2 separate regions of the Rattus norvegicus genome follow, and region 1 is linked to region 2. Evidence: chromatin contacts called from public Hi-C data. All regions are on one chromosome and are shown on one strand. The core of a region is the stretch at or near the end of the contact, and the rest is flanking DNA. Distances in the headings are between cores, read along the strand shown.

Region 1 (6,537 bases), core at 1,539-4,038, 120 kb before region 2:
CATCCTTTCCTGCCTTCCGCCGGGCCTTCCCTCTCCTTCCCTCCACTTCCACAGATTTCACACAAGAGGCAAAGGAAGAGCGGCACTGAGAACTTTGGGCCACCACAGCTCTACTAAGCCCACTGCTGGCAGAGACCAGCTTACCCAGCAGCTTCTGGAACATTAGGTGAGATGGATGGAGGAAACGCAGGCTAACAACCATGCCTTCTTGACTTCCTTGGAAATTCCATTTAGTTGGCTTGGGCATCTTTAGAAAACTTGTAAGAAACTGACAGAGACTGGAAGGTTTTATATTTTGTAGCCTTCAATCTAAACACCCCAAGACATTATCCACAATGTTTCCACACAGAGGCCCCTTCCTTTGTACTTCACCCGGCATTGTCCCAGGAGACAAACAACTTTTGTTACTGTTGTTTGTACAAAACAGGTCCCTAGAATTCTAGGAGAGAACGTGTAAGAAGTATTACTTGTTCCAAGAAGATAAAGAAACTGAGGTAGGCACTTGCCCAAGGCCACACTAAGTGGTGCGGGAGGCCAGCTGGTAGGTAGTAGGGACTCCTGAACCGCAGTGTGCTCTAACCCAAATTCTTTCTTTAGAAGGAACCTCAATAAACACTAACCTTTCTCCCGATCGTACAATCAAGGGTGTTACAAAAGTGCCACCTGTGACACAGGGTTAACAGCAGGCAGTGTTGTATTTTATTTCCTTTGAGCCATCTGCCTTAGGACGAGGTGCTGTATCTATGAAAGCAGCTGTCACCCACCATCCAATCAACCTTGAACTTGGTAGCATATCCCGGGCCTTAGATAATGGTTCCAGGGGAGCTGGGATTGGGTCCCCCTGGGGTGGACCCCCCAGCTGCGCCCCCCTGGCATTGGCCCCCCTGGGATAGGCCACACAGGTAGCCTTGCCAAGCCACGCAGCTAAGAGAGGCCAGAAAGAAAGTGAAATTCAGCTCAGAGGCCAAGGCTTTGCACTGGCCAAGCCAGAGAAGCTGGCAGAAAACCTGGGCAGGCAGGCAGGTAGGAGAAGTTGCCCTATTTGGCCTGTGAAGGGGGATGGATAGGCTGTGAGTTTAAATGGGAAGGCATAACTCAAGTCCTGCCAACTGGGAGTTCGAATGTTCCTGGCCTGGACATAGAGAAATATTCCTCTCCACAAGCTGAATAAAAGAACACACAGCAGAAATAGTTGGGGGATGACGTCAGGAGTTCTGGGCTAGTGTCCTGCACTTCTCCTTGAAAGTAAAAACCGTGGGTCTAGAAGAATCTACGTGGCATTGCCCTTATTTAAATGAACAGTGCTGCTGTCCCTCAGAAGGGAGCAAAAGAGAGGAAGAAACTTCCTCTTACATAGATGGTAAAAATGTCTCTTGTTTAATTTTTGTTCCTCGTTGCTGCCTAAATACACATATGCCCTAACAGACATTTTCCTACTTAATCTTTGTCTTTTAAAGAGACAGTAAGGCCTTTTGAAGACCGTTGGAACATTCACTGGAACATTCACGGAGGTGGCAGTTAGGCAAGTTTTTTTTTTTTTCCCTTCGCTTCAGTGCTTGCTAACTATTCTAAAAATGTTACACATTTATTGTAAACACATGCTTCCAAGGCCTAACAAAAAAGCTCGGTTTCCTCAGGCCTGGCAGAAATTTAAAACGGAAAAGGGCAGAAAGAATCTTTAACACTGAGAGAGCCTTTCCTTCTCCTGGGCCAAGTGTGTTAAAAATAAATCTGCTTCAACCTTTCTAGCCGCTGCTTCTCGGCAAGAAAGTTGATCTGGCTGGGCATAGTGAGAGCCCAGCTTTAAAAGCTAGCCTGCTCTCATTAAATTATTCTGCTGGCTGTGTGTTCTCATTAAAAATGCATACAGATCAGATAATTGCAGTAAGCATTATTAACCCAGCTTTACTTTTGAACATAATGGTCCCACTTTTAAGCTGGAAACAAAGACGGAGGCTGCCAGGAAAAGCAATGTAAACACTGAACTACAGTGCCTAAGACCAGCCAGGAAGCTACCTCACATTCTGCCTCGGTGCTTAAAATGTGCTTTTGAAACTCAATTAAAGCCATTGCCCTGTAGCACCAGGGTGGCCCCCAGTTTCCAAGAAACAGACATATTTTGGTCCCAGGCGTTCAACCGATGATTGTTCACCATGATTTTCTTTTTTTTTTTTTTTTAAATTCTCAATTTCAAGTGTGTTTCCAAAGAACAGGAAACATGTAAACTTTATTCTGTAGCCCACTCTGGCCGTAAAAACCTCGATTATCTTAAGAAAATACTGACCTGGATCTTTCAGAGGATTAAAAAACAATAATAGCAAATGGATCTGCCCCTTAAATAAATAAATAGAAACCTCGGTTTTTATGCCTCACCCTAAACGGGCGGCGTAGATTCCAGCTTTGCCATTTCTTGTTCTCAAATCCGAATGTTACGTAAAACTCCAGGGTTTCCTGCGAGTATTCCGCTCGAATTAGTGGAATCGGTCTCCCTGGCTTCCCTAAGCACACACATGGAATGCAGCATACTGCAGCAAACTCTTTAAACATTAAAAAAAAAAAAAAATGGGGAAGGGGGGTTGTTTCTCCTACCTTGTTTAGCTCTGCTCGTCCTCCCCTTGTACAGTAACCCCAAGAACATCTGGCAGGACCGAGTGGCCGCGGCTTCTCCACCGCATCATGAGGAAGGGGGGTCCATGCAAATAGTTCTCCGTCCCTGTTTATTGTACTCTGCGAGCCGCCGGCCGTGGCTGGAAAATTTTACCTTCAGATGATGAAGCAAAGACAGTCTAAACTCTGTTGCTGTGAGCTGCAGCCCTTCCTTCCCACAGGCCCCGCCCATACGCAGCCGGCCAATCCCCAGCCAGCTCGTCAGCCCTCCTCGTCTGAAACTGGTCCTCATAGGATGACTGACACAGCAACACGGCGCTGGCAGGCTCTGAAAACAGTGCGTCCATACTGATGGAAGAGGGATCTCCCTCTCCGAGGAAAGCAGTCATAGCTCCGAGACAAAGTGGCACATAATTGGCAGAGCACAGAGAGGGGTAGGGTAGCTCAGACAAATACGCTTCGAGACACCCAGCCCGGAGCCGGGAGTTGCATCATAAACACTCCGGGAATCACGAAACTCCTAAGATGGCCAAGGAATCCAATTGGATCCCAAACTGAAAGTCTTATGGCGTTTGAGAAAGCGTATGGATAGAGATGTTCTTATTCATATGTGAGACAATAATTCAGTGTTTGTCATGGAAAGTGATACCTTACGAAACATTTGCATGCAACCACCGTGACTGAGGGAGGCTATAAGCAAGTTGGAGTACACACTGAAGACCATGCTTGAAGCCTCAGCACACAGCTTTTCTGGAGAGCTGTCACTGCAGTGGCCACTTACTGGAACCCATATATTTTCCATCTAAGTTTCCAGAGCACTAGAGACTTCAGTGAGGGGATGCTGAACGACGGAATTGATATCTCTACATTAAGCTTTGAGGCTCTTGGCTGGCACCCACTGGGGGATTAACTGTGTTTTAACCTTCTTAGATGCCATTTGATAAATACTCATACGTTGGCTATCCTGTCCTTAGTGCCGCAATGACTGTGGGAGGGCGTTTACTGCTGAATACACTTGGCACTGACCTAAGGGACATCCTCCATTTTCAGTCTGCAAAGGTTGACCCACAGATGCCAGAGATTCCCCCAAGATAAAGCAAGGGGGAAAAAAAGAAAGAACTGAAACGATTATTTTTTTTCCTCCCCAGTCAACAGCGTTTCTGCATGCTTTGAAAACAAAAAAACAAAAACATACGGCATTTAGAAAACACAATAAGCACACATTTTCCTTCCACAAAACACAACGTTTTGGATCTTAAAAATTAAGTATGATGGTCCCGTGACCAACTCCAGGCAAAAACAAAGACCCTATTCATCTGAAAGAGTGAGCCTAACTCTCTAATTTTTTTTTTTATGAGCAACTGTTTAATGAATGCATCTGGAAGGGAGCATCAGGGCAGGATGTAATGATTTAAGTGTTTTTAAGTTTCATGTTTTCGTTCGTAAAACACAGCATTTCTTGTGACTTGTGGACCGATTCTTCAATAGAATACCTTGTTTTATTCCTCTTGATTTTAATCCTTAATTCTTTTTTTTTTTTTTTTTTTTTTTGGTTCTTTTTTTCGGAGCTGGGGACCGAACCCAGGGCCTTGCGCTTCCTAGGTAAGCGCTCTACCACTGAGCTAAATCCCCAGCCCCTTAATCCTTAATTCTTATTTTTGTTTCTAGTCAGTATTATCATTGGTAGGCTTTGGTTGAGTCTGTCGTTGTTGTTGTTGTTTCCCCTGAAAAGTCGAATTAGCTACATTCAAACAGGTGGAAATCCCTTTAAAGTATCATTACCTCTTTGCACACATACTTGAGTGATCTCAAACTCACGATTATCTTCTTCTCCACCCCCTCCTGCTTTTGACATGAAATCCCCACTTTTACAATCTCATCACTTAAACTTTAGCCCCCTGTCAAGCCCCATTCTCACCCAAAGACATTAAGCCTCCTAGATTTTTCCTCTGAGCTAGGCCGGAGCCCTGACCTATTCCCTGTATGATACAAAAGTTAATTGATAGCCTCTGGGATCCAGGGCTGTTCGACTCCAGTCTTCCCTGTTGCCAGACAGGTTTTTCTGAAGTCATGTAAAGTCATGTTCCTTTTACACTCAAGCCTGTCCCTCCATAAAATCCAAATTACAGACTTTCGAGGTCCTGCAAAATGTGGCCTCCACCTTGGTCGTCCACTTTATGTCTGCTGTCCCTGCTCTCCACCCCACGTTTACATCCTCCTGACGCACTGTGTAGACCTCAGATCACCTGCCACTTCTTCAGTTCTGCCAATCAGCTTCTCTGATGTTCAAAAGGCTTCTGTACTGGTCGCTGTACCAGACTATTTTAAGCCCCTAACAATGCAGCCTTGTGTAGCTAGCTTGTCTGAGCTGATCTTGCCATTTCAGAAGGCTAGGTCCGTGTCCTACGTTAATTAAGAGAATGTGCATGAAGCATTTCTCCAAAGGCTGGTGCGACAGAGGTGCACTAGGGGATGTCTGTCATTAGAGTAATTTCCGTGTTGGACAGGAGGCCACAGGCAAACATGCTGGTTATTTTGTATCACAAGAAATGACATCATACTCACTTGTAAAAGCCAAAAAACCTGACACTTTTCTTCACTTCCCTCCCCAACCAGAACTTGAAATCCACTGCCAAAGTCTGTTGAGTTTAACACCTGGATATTTAGAACATTTTACTTTGTTTCCTCTCTGCGGATGGCCCTCTGTTCACAGGCTTTCTCTACCTTAACTCTTGAAATAGTAGCTGCTCCCTGAATGTTGTATCTTGTCTTTTTTTCCCCTTTTTTCTTTTCTTTTCACTGCTTTCATCTTGTCTCCTCTTTTCCTCCCGCTCCTCTGTTTCTTCTTCCTCCTCTTCCTCTCTTTCTCCCTCCCATACCCACTCTCTTTCTGAACCTATGATGTCCTACACAGGTAGAGCCTTGTATGTAGTGAGGGAATTCACCACCATGATATATGTAGCCTAATCTTTTGTTGCCTTTTTAAACACTTTGACAAGTCATACTAAGTTTCCAAGCGGTGGGCACCACACTCTGTGGCCCAATCAGGCCTTCAGTCTGGGCTTCTCCACTCTGAACTTCCAAGGTTGCTGGGATTCCAGGCCTGTGCTCTCAGCCCTGGCTGTGAATATGTTCTTGACACCCTTCAGGCCTCTCAGAATACTTCTTACAGAGTAATACTGTTTTAAAAGAAATCTTATTATATATACATATATATATGTATATGTATATGTATATGTATATGTATATGTATATGTATATGTATATGTATATATATATATATATTTTTTTATTGGGGACTGAAGTGTTCACATTCCCTACCCAAATTTTAGATGCTAAAGAGCTAACCTTGAAGGGATGATGTTTAAAAATGGCACCTGGGTAATTAGGTTCAGATGACATCACAGGGAAGGGATCTTCCTGAATACATTTCTGGTTTTATAAGAAGATACCAAAGAAAGGGCTTTTTCTTTTCTTCTAACTTGGGAGGACACAGTGAGAAGATGTCCCTCTTCAAGCCAGGAAGAGAGTCCTCACCAGATGCAGACCATGCTTGGATCCTCCCCTCAGAGCTCCAGCATTCAGTTATGAGAAAATAGACTTCTATTCTATAATCATGTCATTTTATGGGACTTTGCTACTGCAGCAGTCCCAAATTCAGATACCCAGAGCCTACATGAAAGCCAGGCATGACACTGTGCATCTACAAACCTAGACTAGGTGGCAAGAAAGGACAAGAGAATCTTTGGAAACTACTGGGTCAGCTAGCTAGCTAGGTCTGTGTATATAGCAGAAAACAGCAAGAAACACTGTCTCCAATAATGGGAGAAGACTGATGCTCCAAGTTGTCCTCAGCCCTCTTCATGCACGCTACAGCATTCACATACTATACTCACACACTTCCCACAGATTCACACACCCATGTCCACA
Region 2 (6,708 bases), core at 2,630-5,129:
TTCAGTCACAAGCCTGATTCACAGCACACTCTATGTTTAGCAGCGCTCTGAGAAGGATTCCAGTCTGCCTTCAGCCCTAAATAGCTACAAATATCAGAGTAGCAGCGGCAGCCCTTCAAAGGCCTTTTTGGGAAGTGTCATGCCAGAGATGGGGTGACACAGAGGAGCCCCAGGTAAGAAGAACTCCTGGCAAATGGGAGACAGGGGAGGTATGGAGGGGAGGCACAAACTGTGTTGCTGTGCCCCCCCCCCCCTTCCTTGAGACCGTTGTACGGAAACATTTCAACGTGTTTATCTGTCTGCCCAACCCTATTTAGTGAAAAATGACTGCTCTTTGCTTCTTGTTACCATGCTCGAATGATACTATGGCAACCAGGCTGCATCGGGGGGAGGGGGCAGGTGCTGCTTAGCAACTTGAAGATTTTTAAAAGGCAAGTACTCATTTTAACAGGAACGGTTTTTTTAAATGCCAGTTTTGAGGAGTTTAAAAAAATATTAGAGATAGCAAATGGGAACAGAGTAGAAGGGTTAAGTAAGTGAGGGGGCGTGTCTTTCAGAGCTGTTATGAAGACCACCACGAGGACCAGCATGGTAGCACAGCAGGGTCCCTGTTTCGGTGTAAGGAAACTGAAGTTCACACAGATAGATGAATATTACCACCAGGGCTGACCGGACAGTGTGGGCAGGGCTGGGCTAACAGGTGGGCAACTTGATTTTGTAGAATTCTTTTTATGGCATCTCAGAAAGAAGCAAGATGTCACCTGGAAACTGGAGGGAAAAAGAAGAAATGAACCAGCGTCGACTGCTAAGAAGGTGAAGAAATGAACCAGCGTCGACTGCTAAGAAGGTGAAGAAATGAACCAGCGTCGACTGCTAAGAAGGTGATAAAGTTGACCATCTGTTCCTCAGGTAGAAAGTCAGAAAGGGAAAAGAGAAGATATCTTTATGTATATCTCCAGGATAAAGTTCAATTGTTCTCTATAGGATTCATCCATTCATTCATTCACTCACTCATTCCCTCACTCACTCATTCCCTCACTCATTCATTCACTCACTCATTCCCTCACTCATTCATTCACTCATTCCCTCACTCACTCATTCCCTCACTCATTCACTCACTCACTCACTCACTCATTCACTCATTCATTCACTCATTCACTCACTCATTCACTCATTCATTCACTCACTCATTCATTCACTCATTCCCTCACTCATTCATTCACTCATTCACCCATTCCCTCACTCATTCATTCACTCACTCATTCCCTCACTCATTCATTCACTCACTCATTCATTCACTCATTCCCTCACTCATTCATTCACTCACTCATTCACTCATTCCCTTACTCATTCATTCACTCACACATTCAGTCAGAGCAAACAACACTGACAAACAGAGCAGCCAGAATGGACTCCAGTGTCTCACATGCTGGAGGTGCCTGGTTTTGAAATGTGGAGGAATTCCTGAGCAGTGGGAAAACCAGATATGGGAATTGGGTGCATAGCGGAGGACCACTGCCAGGTCCTAACGTGGATAGAAGCTGAGCAAGATAGATGAGTATGTCAAGTCAACCAAGACCATCTGAAACCAAGATGGCTAATACCCCTCTTACCCACCCCTCACTGGCTGCTGCTGCTGCTTTCCCTGACTGTTCTGCTCTCCGAGTCATCCACCCTCGGGAATAGTGGTCCACAGCAGAAAGGCTGCTCAAACCTGCGGCGTTTTACTGGCGAACGTTACTGGAGAGGGGTTCAATAGTAGGCCAACATCGCACTGTGAAAACACACTGTCAGAGTAAAGGGTGTTTTCTGAGGCAGACTTGACACAATAGGCTACTGTCTATTGTGCACTTTCCGTAATTAATACCACTTAAGAGATGCCACTCAAGGCAGACCCAAGGTCCGAATTAGACTAGACTCAAGGGTCTGAGATTTTATCTACTTGAGACTCTGCAGGGGAGGCAGAGGGACATGAAAATGGAGGAGGCAAGGCTAGCTGGCTGAGTTTGCAGCTCCTCAGGGATCCTGGCTGTTCAACCCAGCACACCACACCACAGAGAGCCTGCTAGCTCCACTGGACATCCCATGCTGCATCGGGAAGGTCCCAGGGAGCACAGGGCCTCAGGCTGCCTGCTGCTGGTGCCCACCTCCCTGGAGAGGCCACTCCTGCCTTCCTGGTTAATAACACAGTGTTGAAAAGACAAGTAAGTGCTGCTTCGAGGTCCAGTGGTCACATTCATGTTGTGATCTTCTCTGGGGCCCGTCTCATTGTTTCCACTCACTGCTAATTGTACCCAAGTAATGAGAAACATTGTACCCAAGTGATGAGAAACCGTAAACAGCCTGCCTTCCCCAGCGCTTGCTTGCCTCGAAGGGTCTAGGGATTTCCTAAAACGTACAACACCAGAATCCACCCAGCCTTGGTTTGAAAGAGCCAATATTTATAAGGGTCTGGGTAGGGGCTGTCTCTGTTCTTACTGCCCTCCTCATGGATAAGAAATGAAGGGTTGTCTGGATCCTTGTGTGAATTTCTCTTTTCGGTTTATCTATCACACCTATCCTTGCACTGTGCTCTAACACATCCAAGTCTCTCAGGACCTTGGGATCCTCTGCCCACCTCCATCCACACTGCCTTCAAACTGTGATGATGCTTACCACTCAGGGCAAACCACACCACTGTGGACCCCTGACGTTGTTCATATCCGTGAATAAGATTTGTAGAATCCTAACATTTTACAGCGCACATGTACATGCACACACATGCACACTTGGCCACGTGGTGGGGGAGGGAGGGTCATAACCTAGTGTTTTTTAAAACCCACATTCCTATCTTATAAGTAATAAGAATCAAAGGGAAGAAGTAGTTAGCTGAGACATTCCACTTTGAGCTTGTTTGGTAACTAGTAGGAAGCCAGTAGGTTTGAGATAAGACCCCAACCCACAATTCCCTGTACTTTACGGGAAGTGGAGAGTCTCTTCTCCTCTCAGGGATCATAGATACTGAAATTATGCCTGCCCTTCTGAACAAGACCAAACAAATATACTCAAGTTTTTTCAAATATTGGCCCTCCATATTTTGGAAGGCAAATTGGGAGCCCTCTCAGGCTGTTTCCCAGACTTCCAAACACACAGAAATCGTCTGGGGACCTGCGGAACTGCAGGCTGGGATCCAGCAGTTCTTGGGTGAAGATCATACACTCCCCACCTGTGCCTGGGCCAATTGCTCAAAGGAAAAGCTGAATTGTATGTTGTCTTTCAGATCAAGAAATCTTCCAATATCATTTCAGTTTCCTATCCTTTAGCATTTATAAAAGCACTGGAACTACATCGGCCTTTTACTAAATCATGTCCAATATGTCTGGACAGAAGACTGTTAAAAACCTAATAAAAAAGCCATACATCTTTCCTTACTCGCCCAAGCTCCGGTCTCAGTCCCGTTTTGAAATCTTTACTTCTTTCAGTTACTTATAGCACGGTCATCGTCTGGAAAGTTGGAGACAATGACTAGAAGACAATGAAGGGACGAAATACAAGGTGTCTGGTGCAGACTGATATGGCCAGGCACGTAATTAATGCCTCTTTAAAAGTGAACAAAAGCAGAGCAAGAAGTAAAAAACAAAGCGATTACGCATCAGCTGCTGAAACACTGTGTCCTAGCTTAAACGAGGCTGGAAAAATGCTTCCACAGAGAACAGGATGCTTGAGGACTCTAGCCTTTTCCCGGAGGGGCTGTAATGGCTCCAGCCTCGCAGACGGGCTGCGCAGCGGCGCCAGCGAGCTCTGCTGCCCCCTGCTGGACGGAACGCGGGACTCGCGCCAGCCAGTCTGCGAGGCTCCCGCTGGCTCCCTGGGGACCCAGCACTCCTCCAGCAGGTTATGCAACACCAGCTCACTTCAGGAAAGGAAACCATCGACTTCATGGAGCTTCCAATGAGCCAGTGTTAAGAGTAAGGCGGAGACTAGAAAATAGCACGCATGTGTCCAGCCTTGGAGGCGCGTGTGTAAGGGGAGTGGACTAACTGAAAGGAAGCAGTGTAAAGATTAGCCGCAGGGTATGGTCTTCTAGTGACGCCGCACCTCATGACCAGCTACTGACATGGTGGGCGGCAGTGCTTCATTTCCGGAGTGCAGCCCCATCTTCTAGCTCCTTCAAGGTTATAGATCTTCTAGCTGTGTGACCTTCAAGGTTTTAAACTCTGACTGTTGGTGAACCATATCCAGTGGGTTGGTCTTTCCTAACAAGACACACAGTGAAGGCTTTATAGAGAGGCATATTAAGGTGGAGCAGGGCTATTCCCTCCTTTTACTGTTCAGAAATAATAAACATTTTGATATTTCCAGTATTCGTCCGGATCACCATATCTTTAGAGGAATTTTTCTTCTATTTGGACCGACCCTTTGGAGTTTTACCTTTTGGGGTTTTACTGATGTGAAGGAGGGGTCGTGGTGGTGGTGGCCGTTCACTCTTGTCCAATCTGGATGTGGATTAATGGTGTTTTCCAGCCCATAAAATATTTTAAAATTTTTATTTCACACGGGGTTATGAAGCATCGCTGCCTTTACGACAGCTCGACTGGAACTTTCAAAATTAAAAATGACAGGAACTGAAAGTTGTCATAGAGATTCCAAGGCACTACCATTCTCTTATTCTGTAGACGATGTTCTGCGCTTTTCAACCAAGTAAGAATAGATCTCTGGAGATGAGAAGATGACCACCACGTGTCTTTTCCCAGTCTTTGGATGGTACCTTTCACATCCTGGAAGGGAGAAAGCTGAGTCACCACCACAGAGTCTGAACCTGATTATCATATTCAGTAGCCACTGCCAAGCATACATTAGCACCTCTCCCAGAACTACTCTCTGTCTGCACAGGGCACCTGGACACTCTGCTCATGAGAATGCAATACCCAACATGAGTCAAGAAAGCCCAAAGACGTCCACCCTGATCTGGTGATAGATGACACCTGACCTCCTTAGCCAATATGCAGACTGAGACTGTATCTGGCAGAGTTTCTGGCTGCAGAACCCTTGACCGTCAGAAGTGAATGAAAGTTTGGTAAGCTGTGCTGGAGCACTGCCAGTGTGCGGTGCTGTGAGCCGCCCTCACAGGATTTCAGGGAAGAACTGTGGGGAGGAGGCACTGAATGCCTTAGATGCAGCGGGGAGAAAACCCTTCCTCCTACACCCTTAAAACAGAGCGAAAGGAAACAAAATAATAAAACTAATAACAAAATAACAAAATAATACCCCCCCACAAGCTACACCCTTACTTTTCTGGTCTCACCTGCTGCTTTCCTTAGGAGATAGTTTCAATGGAAAAGATTCTAAAGTTCATGTGTTCGAAAGCTTCTTGACCTTGCAGTTGGCGATGATCTTTGGGGGGTTATGGAACTGTGGCTGGGGTCACTGGGAGCCAGGTCTTTGGGGTCACAGCTCTGCCCTATTTTTGGACCCAGTCTCTCTGTGTGTCATCTGTCAAGAAGTGAGCAAGCTCTCCTACACTCCTTCTGCTCTGGTTCACCTCCACCAATACCCGTACTCTCAACCCAGGGGTGAAAATTCCTTTCTCCTTCAGTGTGCTTCTTCCTGGGCATTTGGTAGCAGCAATTTCAAAAGCTAAGCTACCTTACTAGTATGAGCTTCAGTGGTTTACACCAGGTAGGTCGAGGGAAAGGTAAAACTTGGGATTTGCTCAAAACATGGCCACACACACACACACACCTGATGCTCGACACACACAGCCAGGCACACCTGATGCCAGAAAGGGTGAGGTGGGGATGTCAGAAAGTCCTGGGAGGAACCCAGGCTGTGTTCTAGGCACATATCTATAGCTCATAGTTTGTGTGTTCTTGGAAGACACAGAAGTATTATAAACTCGTAAATAGAATTGCATAAGACTGTACTCATGACATAAATGATTCCTCACACGAGCGAACCAAGAAAGCCCAAAGATGTCTACCCTGAACTGCAGATAAAACATCATCAGACCTCCTTAGTTAGACGCCGCTGACACACATTCGGAGATCTTATCCGGCAGAGTTTCCAGGCGTACGGAAGGTGGATTGAGTTCAGGATGAATGAACTATTGAACAGTGGAGCTCAGGGAGTGGGCGATGGATTAGTGGACAAAAATAGCCCTGGACACCTGTGTAAATCCTTGGTGATCTGATCTACGCCATAAAAACCAGACAGTGGGCATCTGTAACTCATAATAAGTCCTTTCTAACATCACTGAGGTTATCTTAAAGAGCCTCTTGGTGCTCCCCTCCCCCATAGCTTTAGAGTGGGGCCAGGCTGCTAACTGCGCCAACGCTGCATTTGGAGGGCTGTGACTTGCAGCCTGACCTCCTGGAACTGAGTGGAGCAGCAATCAACAATGACTTTGTAAGCTGATCCCTGCTACAGACCGTACAAAATCCTCAACGGGGAGAGCTGCTTACCTACAGAGGTCACAGGAGCTCTGTGCTCACCACCCCTAATGCCCGTGTTCCTTGAAGTTGGCTGTTCCTGAGTTGTATCTTTTGAAGTGAACTGGTAAGCCCAAAGGAAGCACATCTCTTGTTCTTTTATTTATGTTTTTATTGTGTGTGTGTGTGTGTGTGTGTGTGTGTGTGTGTGTGTGTGTGTGATTCTGACAAATTGTAAAACAAGAGGCAGAGCATGGGACTCTGACTTTGCAGCTTGTTGGTCACGGGTACAGGTGACCTG

What was found. Hi-C and Micro-C count contacts between places; a contact is called where the count stands out from the background.
Region 1: a contact with region 2 is called in a Hi-C map of Schwann cells, with 4 times the contacts expected there. The contact joins the promoter of Mbnl2 here to the enhancer-like site in region 2. A contact is called at or near these places in 7 of 12 Hi-C or Micro-C datasets (the A7r5 cell line, the Rat2 cell line, Schwann cells and 4 more) and 1 of 1 datasets of contacts at active chromatin or transcription factors (oligodendrocytes).

The regions. Positions count from the first base shown.
Region 1 is chr15:103,788,439-103,794,975 of GRCr8, reverse strand. Mbnl2 (muscleblind-like splicing regulator 2) reads right to left here and starts at 2,788. Exons shown (of 9, transcript NM_001111064.2): 1 at 2,590-2,788.
Region 2 is chr15:103,668,017-103,674,724 of GRCr8, reverse strand. It overlaps LOC102547244 (a long non-coding RNA gene), which reads left to right. Exons shown (of 6, transcript XR_001841468.3): 2 at 1-173; 3 at 744-909; 4 at 3,462-6,534. Among named protein-coding and RNA genes, the nearest start is that of Oxgr1, 120 kb to the right of the region's middle. Within about 2 kb of position 3,879, at least 47 of the 93 cell types and tissues checked have an H3K27ac peak or open chromatin away from gene starts, as enhancers often do. A contact at or near this core is called in the A7r5 cell line, Schwann cells and prefrontal cortex, where this site is marked.